2 separate regions of the Mus musculus genome follow, and region 1 is linked to region 2. The links are chromatin contacts, called in public Hi-C maps. All regions are on one chromosome and are shown on one strand. Each heading gives the region's core, a stretch centred on a gene start, on an enhancer-like site or on the middle of the called end of the contact. The rest is flanking DNA. Distances are from core to core; before and after follow the strand shown. Region 1 overlaps Nrcam (neuronal cell adhesion molecule). Region 2 overlaps Nrcam (neuronal cell adhesion molecule).

Region 1 (4,207 bases), core at 779-3,278, 120 kb after region 2:
TTCATGTCATTATTCAGCAGAATTAGCAACCGTGTTGTGTTGCTTTTAGCTTTGTTAGAAACCTAATCACCGTTTTCTGCGGGAGGAAACTTTTCAAAATAGATCAGTCAACTTCATTGTATTAAACTGAAACAAATTGGATTTCCTTAAGGCTGTCAAGCATAAAATCTGTCACTAAACAATATGGCTCTTTATTCCCCATAGATGGAGTTTCTGCTACATTAGTTTTTACCTTTGAGGTATGAACATTGCAGAATATGGCAGATATAATCTCATCTTTATTTATTGAATATAGTTCTTCCAAATATGGGCCTCAAGACTCTTGTCAAGGTGATTTTTACAGGAGTAAGGTCCCCTAACAACTTCTAAAATCCTTAGGAAAACAATATTTTCTCCAGCAATACTATTTTGGGGTCGTTAGATTTTTCTTTGGAGAAATGAGAAGTTTACCCAGTGCCTTTTCATTGGGTTTTAGAAGCATCAAGTGCGTCATTTGTGGTTGAAGCAGTGAAAAGTCTTATGACATTTCCACTTGAAAATTTCCCCAGGCCTTTAGTAGATAAGGTCACATGTTTTAAAAGTCCACAAAACAGAAGGTGTCTTGTTTAACTATTTCTAAGCTCTCTGATTTAGACCTTCTTTATTTTGTCATTGGATAAAATGATTTCCATGTGTTCGGCTCTGCCGCTAACTCTTTTCTTTTTTTCCAAAGCTAGGGACGAAGCCCAGGGCCTGACCAATACTAAACAACACTCTGCCATGAAGCCACTCCTTCAGCTCCTCTACTGTAAATCTGTATTCAGAGCATATAATTTCCCAGAACTCTTTAGAAATTCTCCAGTTTTGTTTTATTTTTCATAAACCTTGCAGTGTAGGAATTTTGAGATATAGGTTAGTGGCAAGGGCTATAATGCTATGTCCAGAATAAATCAAAATACTTTGTCCATAATGATTTGCTGAAAAAAAAAAAAAACAAAAACAAAAACCAACCAAACAAAATAACAGCCCTAACATCTTTCAAAAAGACACACTTTTTGCTTTGACTTGAGCACCAGTCTTCAGGAATGTGAGGACATTTTGGAGATTTACCAGCCCACAGGAAATTGATAAAAAGCAAACCCAATTAAAGACAGGTACCAAAAGGAGTCCCTGACACTGCTTTGCCCATGCAATCAAAATTGCTTCTTTTCCTGGCACACTGAACTAGTGTAAGGAGAGAGTGTATATGCATAACTTAACAAATTTCAGAAGAAGCATTTAATGGATTTGTCATGAGAGTAGAATTTTAGGCAGCTTTTGACAGAGCTGTGTTCTCAGAAAAACATGTTCATAATTTTAATGTATATTGCTTTCCTTGTTTGCAGCTAAATCTAGTAAAGAGAGGCCCCCAACGTTTCTAACTCCAGAGGGCAATGAAAGCCACAAAGAGGAATTAAGAGGAAACGTGCTTTCGCTGGAGTGCATTGCGGAAGGCCTGTGAGTTAATGCGATTTGTCCTGATGCTTGCTTCTTATCAACATATAAAGTTGACAGGTGTTACTACTATCCGAGGAACAGCCGTGGCTTTATGCTTCCAATTTGACCAAAATTTAACAAACAAACAAGCAAATAAACAAAAGAACCCCCCCAAAACAAACAAACAAAAAACCCAAACATTTCCTGGGTAAATTTTCAATTGCATGTTATCTCTAAAGTATTTTGATGTAACAGTGTTTGTATTGCATTATGTTATCTGTCTCTGTAATCATCTTACAATCACTGATCACTCTGCTAAGGGGGTAGAATTTTGATGCTTTCTAACGAACAACCTCAGAATTTGGTGGCTTAAAAAAAAATAATTACTTACCCTTGATCATTTGTTGAGTGCTCCTGGGAGGAGCCTTTTGAAAGCGGGATGACTGCGAGTTCATTACGCTTGCTCAAGGTCTGCCACCTGGAGCACCTGACATGTTGGCACTCTTGCCGTCTCTTTCTGTCTGTCATCAAAAGCCCACAGCTCACCTCAGGGCCTCAACTGAGGCCCTGTCCCTTCTGTTCCTTCCCGTGGGCAGAGTGTAAAGCCAAGGTGCTCATCTGTGCATACTTCAGAGCCCATGTGTCTTTGGCAGGCATTCCACTAAGGCCTTGGGCAGATAGAAAAACTCAACTGTGAACTTGGGTCCACATGTCAGGCAAGTTTCTAGATTGCCTGGCCTACAGCAAGCGTCTTTAAACGATCACAGTTACTGCAGCCCTGACTAGGATCCCAGGAACACACTTCCTTGACATTTTGTGATTTGTGTTGTCTGTGAACTGGACATCCAATGACCTTTCCTTAAGCCAGGAATAAATACTTCTGAATGCATATGGTGCCCTCTGCTGGCACAATCAGAAACTACACATTTGACATGACAGTCGTTCAGCTTAAACACTTAACAAAATTCTTAAAAATGACAATCTTTCCTAACAGAATTTATTTTCTATTTTTTATCATTTTTATAGTCAAACACCAACATGACATTTAACAAATTTCATATTTTAGCACTTTTCATGTTTTCAGATTAGGAACAATGAAATTTATTTTTATTTTTATTTTTATTTTATTATTATTATTATTTTTTTTTGTAGACGGTGGTTATAATTTGGAAATAGAAAAGAATGGACTTTTAAAACGTTGATGTCTCACAGAACTATACTTTTTCTTTACAAACCAGGGACCGTTCGGCTCAGCATTAAACCATTCATCAGACTCTAAGATTGTTCAGTAGAGTAGGACCCTTGCATAACAACTGCTGGTTTTGCTCAGTGTAAGGCATAAGATCACGTGTCTCTCCCACCCCTGTCTCCCCGCATCTGAAACGTGGGTCAAAGTGTAAGGGGACGTCATATGTGTCAGATTCCACATGTGACTAACACTTTGAGATTGATCTCACGTCTGCAGCTTTGCATGTTTACAGCATGTGCTAATTTTAAAAGCCACTTCATCAAATTTAAATTTATATGCTGTCATTTTGTTCATCCAAACAAAGCTACATGTTACAAGTGGTCATTAAACCCCTCCTGCAACTCTGATAACAAATACCGTGATGTCCTGAGGTCTGGCTCAGCCCTTCTTCCTTGATGTCTTCCTGCCACACATGGCTGAGCACACAGGCATGTGTGTGCGTGCACACACACACGTTTATGTTGAACAATTTAAAAAATTTTATCTCACATAAATTCTGAAGATGTTATACAAGCCAACCATCCTCATTAAGACGACTGGAGATGCGAAGGCACAAGGAAGTCAGGGAACCAAGGTCAGAGAAGAATATAAGGGACCACCTGAGCCATTGAGAAAGCTCTAACTCCAAGCAATATTCTGGCTTTTCATTCTTAAGTCTTTTGTTTGGATTTTCCTGATTTAAAATAGTAAAATTGAGTGAGAACTAGAATAACATTAATCTGTTCTACTATCAGCTAGCATAATGGTATTTTAAAATTTCACTGATAGTAAAGTGAAGAAAATAATTCTAATCATTAGTCATTTAATTCACATTATTGGAATGTCATAAAATAGCAGGTTTCATCAGGTTGACTTGTAAATATATATAAAATCCAGAGGCACTGATGTGCATGGGAGTTGATCCATTATATATTTTTAGTGCTAGCTGATTAAATTAATCAATATGATTAGCTTAATAGTAATTCGCTTGATTGGCATAGTACAAGTCTGTAGAGCATCCTCACTGAGCAGAACTTTGAAGAAAAGATTAGGTCCCCTGAGTAAAGCAATCCATGCCTAGGGTGCAGCATCACTGAGATCAAAAAATTAGGACAGTTCTAATTATTTGAAAATGGAATCATCTCAAGTACAGGGCCTGAGCATGACTTATAAAAAATGTGATGTTAATTAAACGGTTTGTACGTTTGCCATACATAAGGAATCGATTATAAGATTATAAATGTCCATGAAAATTCACTCTGCAAAGCCGTCACAGGTGAGCTCCTCTTCCTTTGTAAGATCATTACTTATTTATTCTCTTAGACCTACTCCAATTATTTACTGGATCAAAGAAGACGGAATGCTTCCCGCCAACCGGACATTTTATCGGAACTTTAAGAAAACCCTGCAGATCACTCATGTTTCCGAAGCCGACTCTGGAAATTATCAGTGCATAGCAAAAAACGCATTAGGAGCCGTCCATCACACCATTTCTGTCACTGTTAAAGGTAAACCCTCATCTCA
Region 2 (4,740 bases), core at 1,519-4,018:
AAAAATCCCATGTTCTGAGAGATGTAGGTATAGTGATAAGTCATTCGGAGTTGGATTAATACTATATCAATTTAGCAGAATAATAGTTGTAGATTCTTCCCAAGGCCCTATGACCTGTCTAGCCACAGGTTCTTGGCTCAGACAATGATGCCTGGTATGGGTTTCAACTGGTGGAGCAGTTCTTAAATTCAACCAGATTACTGCATTTTCAACTTATATCAGAGAAATTGCTTTTTTGTAGTAGTGATTAACACAGAGGCTATAGCCAGTCAAAGTGTGGAGAATAAGAGAGCCCTCCTCCCAGGAATTGTTGAAAAAGCAGGGTAGAAAGGTTATAAGTACCAGAGGTTTGCAGATGACAACAGTAAAGCAATATTTTCCGTATACAAGGCAGTTGCATGTATAAAATCACAGCAGTTGTGACAGCAGTTGCAAGATCTGCATAAACTCAAATCACAGAAGCTCTCAGCCTGGAGTAGGAAAGAGGACATGAAGTCCCACCCTTCAGGGAGGAGCTATGGACAATTGATAGCTGCTAGAAGAGAGTCAGTTTTCTTTAAGAGGGTGACCCTGTAGGTCAGTCACATTCAGTGAAAGGCCACACATTAAGAGGCAAATGAGCAGCACAAATTGTACTGGATGGTTTTAAAGCTTTTGTTTAAAGCAAGGATGGCTGGAGAGATAGGTCAGCAGTAAAGAGCGCTCGCTACTCTTACAAAAGACCCAACCAACTTTGCTTCACAGAAACCACATCTTGGCTCACAACAATCTGCAACTATAGTACAAGAGTATAGACAACCCTCTTCTGACCTCCTTAGGTACCAGGAATACAAGTGCTATGTAAGCTGGGCAGTGGTGGCACACGCCTTTAATCCCAGCACTTGGGAGGCAGAGGCAGGTGGATTTCTGAGTCCGAGGCCAGCCTGGTCTACAAAGTTAGTTCCAGGACAGCCAGGGCTATACAGAGAAACCCTGCCTCGAAACAACAGCAACAACAAAAAACCCAAGTGCTATGTAGACATTCTTGCAAGCAAAACACCCATACACAAAAATAAATAAATAAATAAATAAAATAAAAAAAAAATAAAGGAATAAAAGAGAACACAAAATTGGGTAGGTAGGAAAGACAGAATGGATTTGGGAGGTGAGTGAACATAAACTATTCCATGGACTGAGTCTAAGCCTGTCTGAGAAGTCAGCGGGAGTTCTAGATTGGCTTCTCCCTCAGCTTTATCCTTGATTTCATAGAATTATAGACAAAAAATTCCCCAAAAAACAAAAAACCCAACCCAAACCAAACCGAAACAAACAATGTCCTAATTTCTGAAGTGTAGATTTGTTTACATATGAGGTTAAAGTCTTTGCCATAACTGTTCATGCAAATGAGGCATATGGCTAGATGCAGTGGTGTACAACCTCAGTTGTCAGGAAGTTGAGACAGCCCAGGCTACAGAGCATTAAAACACTTTTATGGGAGGGGCTTTCGCATTTACTGATCGTTGTTTGTATGGGGAGGTAAGAGGGTGTGCTCATGCATGTGTATGAATGTCCCATGTTCCTAGAAGCCAGACGAGGACATTAAATTCCCTGGAGCTAGAGGTGTGGATGCTGGGATCCGAACTTGGGACCTCTGAAAAGGCAACAAGGGCTGTTGACTGCTGAGATACCTCTCCAGCCCTGAAATCATCTCTTCACTCAAAATGTATTTCTCATTACTCATTTGTAACTAACTTACTTGAACTTTTCAAGAAAATATGAAAGTTGGCTTTCTGTTTGTTTGTTTTGTTGGTTTGTTTTAGCTAAAAATGATCCTGCATTCTGAATTTTACTTTTTGTGCAGAAAATTTTAAAGCTGTATGAGGGAACTGAGAGGCACTGGATTCTATAGACTTACCTAGAAATAGGCTAGGTTTCCTCATAGAAATGTATTTAGAGTTAGGGAGGTTTCTTGTCGAGTCTGGCAGGATAGGAAAGCATGATTAGTGGTGAACACAGCAGCAAGGGAGGGAATCCAAACCATAAGAGACTTCTAGCATTTCTTACCATCAGTACCCAGCATTTAAACCTCTCACAGATAATAACTGTTACAAAGGCAAGTTGTTTTTGTAGTTACTTCCTACAGTTACCTTTAAATTTGCTCATCTTTCTGGCTTGCATCCTTTTAAAATACTTTCGCATTTTCCTTTGTCATAATTTTGTCAACACTGCATCCGCTCTTCCTGGTATGTACAAATGGCTGAAAACATGCCAAAGAACAGACGCCCTGTCACAAAAAAAGCATCAAATTGGATTAGACAGCCGAGAACCAGCACTTGGCGGGTGGAAGATGCTTAAGGTCCTGCCATGGATTTGCCTGCCTCAGTTATGCAAATGAGTTGATGGGTATTCGACAGCCTTTTAAATATGAGTAATTATGTACAGAAAATAAGGTCAGCAAAACCTTGAACTAGAGAGACAGGGTTTGAATGCAGCAGAGGTCACAGCCCACTAGCAACTCACATAGACCAATACACACGCACAACAAGCCCGGGGTTGCATTTATATGTAAGGTCACTTCAAATAAGAGATGGATGGAGAGTTGTCTCAGAAATAGGGTCTGAAATGGGGATGGGTCATTGACAATGTTCTTGCTATTAAACCCCGTGAAAGATGTGGGCCTTCTGCTCCTGGTGGAAAATAAAAAGTCGAAACAAAGAGTTCAGACAACAAAGGGCAGCTGTGGGCATTTATTGGTGAAATGTAGGTAATGTATCTTATGTGTGAGTTGTGGTCTCCCCCAGGAATGTAATTGGAGATAAATGAAAGTCTGTGAAGTCAGTTTATAGCGACAGCCAGGGTCTGTGCATCAGCTGGAAGGAAGCAGTAAATCTGAAAACATTGAAAAGCATTTTCCACTTCACTCCTCTGGACCTGGCTCAAAAGAGACAAAAGCAGTTGCGGTAGCTTTGAAGACTTCCCCGTGCGATGAGCAGCTAGACCCTGTCCTCATCCAGAGGATGGTAGAGAGATCAAAATAGCCAAGGCTGCTTTCTCCTGAGCATTTTCAAAGAATCTCTTCCTCCTGGGCAGCCAGCCAGCCTCTTGCCTCTGCAGGGAAATTGCAAAGAGAAGAAGCTGGCGGGACGGATGCACAGGACGTGAACCAGCCAGGTGATGAATTGAAGATAAACTCAATTTCCAATTGTTATGAAGGGAAGAAATAGAAAATCTTCTATCTGTGCTGTGAAGAAAAATGCATCGGTGGCAGAAGGGTCTCTTCCTCTGTAAAGCTCATGATCATGGCTTCTTACGTGATGTGCATGGTCAAGATGAATTTGAATACAATGTGGTACTGAAGTCGTAATATCTGTGGCTTGAAAGGTATTCCCACTGACACTAATACTAAGATTATAAACTAACAGATTCTAGCTCTACAATACTCAGGCTCATCAGTAGGTAGAAAGGTAAAGACAGCTATCCTTGAATTTAATGAATAAGTATTCTGTAATTTGTGTAAGTTTTTATACAGAAACATATGCAGGAAAGCAGAGCCATTTATATCAGACGCTCACTGGTGGGATGTACAGATAATAGGTAGCTCCTACATGCAAAGTACAAGAATTGATGTAAGAACTACAGAAATAGATTCTAAGTTAGGAAGAATTAGTTTTCACCTTTCAGTTTTAGGGGTTGGCTGAGAATGGCACAACAAAGAAACAAACAAATAAGCAAACAATGAAATGACAAAACAAGGCAGTGCATGTACAATGATGTAAGAGCTAGAAAATGAGCTGCCAGGTCAGAGAGACCAGACTGTTCCTAATGGGCAGAACCTTCAGTTAAAACTGTTCCTTTAGGCAAATAGACTTGATCCAGATGTTGATGGAAGACAGAGATGTAAGCAAATGAGAAGGAATAGGGATATGTCTGGAAACTGCAACTGTAGGTGGAATTGGGAAGCTGTGTTTGGAGATAGCAAGATAGAGTAGTTTAAGATTCATGGCAATCAACTGATACTTGTACATAGGGTTGGTAGTGTGAGGATTAGGAATTGATTCTATGGACATCAGAAAGATCTTGGCCTTCAGCACACACTCTTGTGCACACCCATCCCCACATTCAGATAACAATTTTAAGTTAACCTGATAAAATGGAGACTGGTCATGGTGAATAAAGTTCTTTGCTATAGTGTTGTTGTCTAAGGGAAGAAAAGATAGGTAAAGAGTGTGCTGACCTAAAACATAAAATCATTCTAACTTAGAGGGGGTTCTGGAACCCCCTGTTGCATGACAATAGCTATGAACTAACGGAACACATACTTTTATACTCCTAGCACTCTGGAGGCAGAGGCAGGGGTGCACTGCCTTTGAGGCTGCCTTCGCCTCAGCATGACCCTTTCTCCAAAAGTAGAAGAAAAACAAATAACAACAAAAAAATACCTATATGTAGCATATCATTTCATTGTACAGGAATGTACTGAGGGAACATGAGTCCAGAAAATGTGTGTGTGTGTGTGAGAGAGAGAGAGAGAGAGAGAGAGAGAGAGAGAGAAAGGGAAGGAGGGAGGGAGGGAAGGAGGAAGGGAGGGAAGGAGGAAGGGAGGGAAGGAGAGATTGTGTTTAATATATAATGAAAAAGAGAGGCACATGAATAGACTTCAGCATGCAAGGCTGTTGGGATCGTTGTTATAGCAACTGAACTGTCTGTCTAGTGGTGATAATGTTGCTCTGGGAACTGGGAATGCATATTCTGTTGGAAATT

Evidence for each region. Hi-C and Micro-C count contacts between places; a contact is called where the count stands out from the background.
Region 1: a contact with region 2 is called in a Hi-C map of cerebellar granule neurons, with 2.5 times the contacts expected there. The contact joins two enhancer-like sites. A contact is called at or near these places in 12 of 484 Hi-C or Micro-C datasets (LSK cells, the N1E-115 cell line, brain and 8 more) and 3 of 9 other capture datasets (adipose tissue, liver and pancreatic islet).

The regions. Positions count from the first base shown.
Region 1 is chr12:44,545,868-44,550,074 of GRCm38.p6, forward strand. Nrcam (neuronal cell adhesion molecule) reads left to right here. Exons shown (of 31, transcript NM_176930.4): 10 at 1,365-1,476; 11 at 4,007-4,191. Among named protein-coding and RNA genes, the nearest start is that of Nrcam, 220 kb to the left of the region's middle. Within about 2 kb of position 2,029, at least 4 of the 459 cell types and tissues checked have an H3K27ac peak or open chromatin away from gene starts, as enhancers often do. A contact at or near this core is called in cerebellar granule neurons, where this site is marked.
Region 2 is chr12:44,428,248-44,432,987 of GRCm38.p6, forward strand. All of the region lies in intron 2 of Nrcam (neuronal cell adhesion molecule), which reads left to right. Among named protein-coding and RNA genes, the nearest start is that of Nrcam, 100 kb to the left of the region's middle. Within about 2 kb of position 2,769, at least 28 of the 459 cell types and tissues checked have an H3K27ac peak or open chromatin away from gene starts, as enhancers often do. A contact at or near this core is called in cerebellar granule neurons, where this site is marked.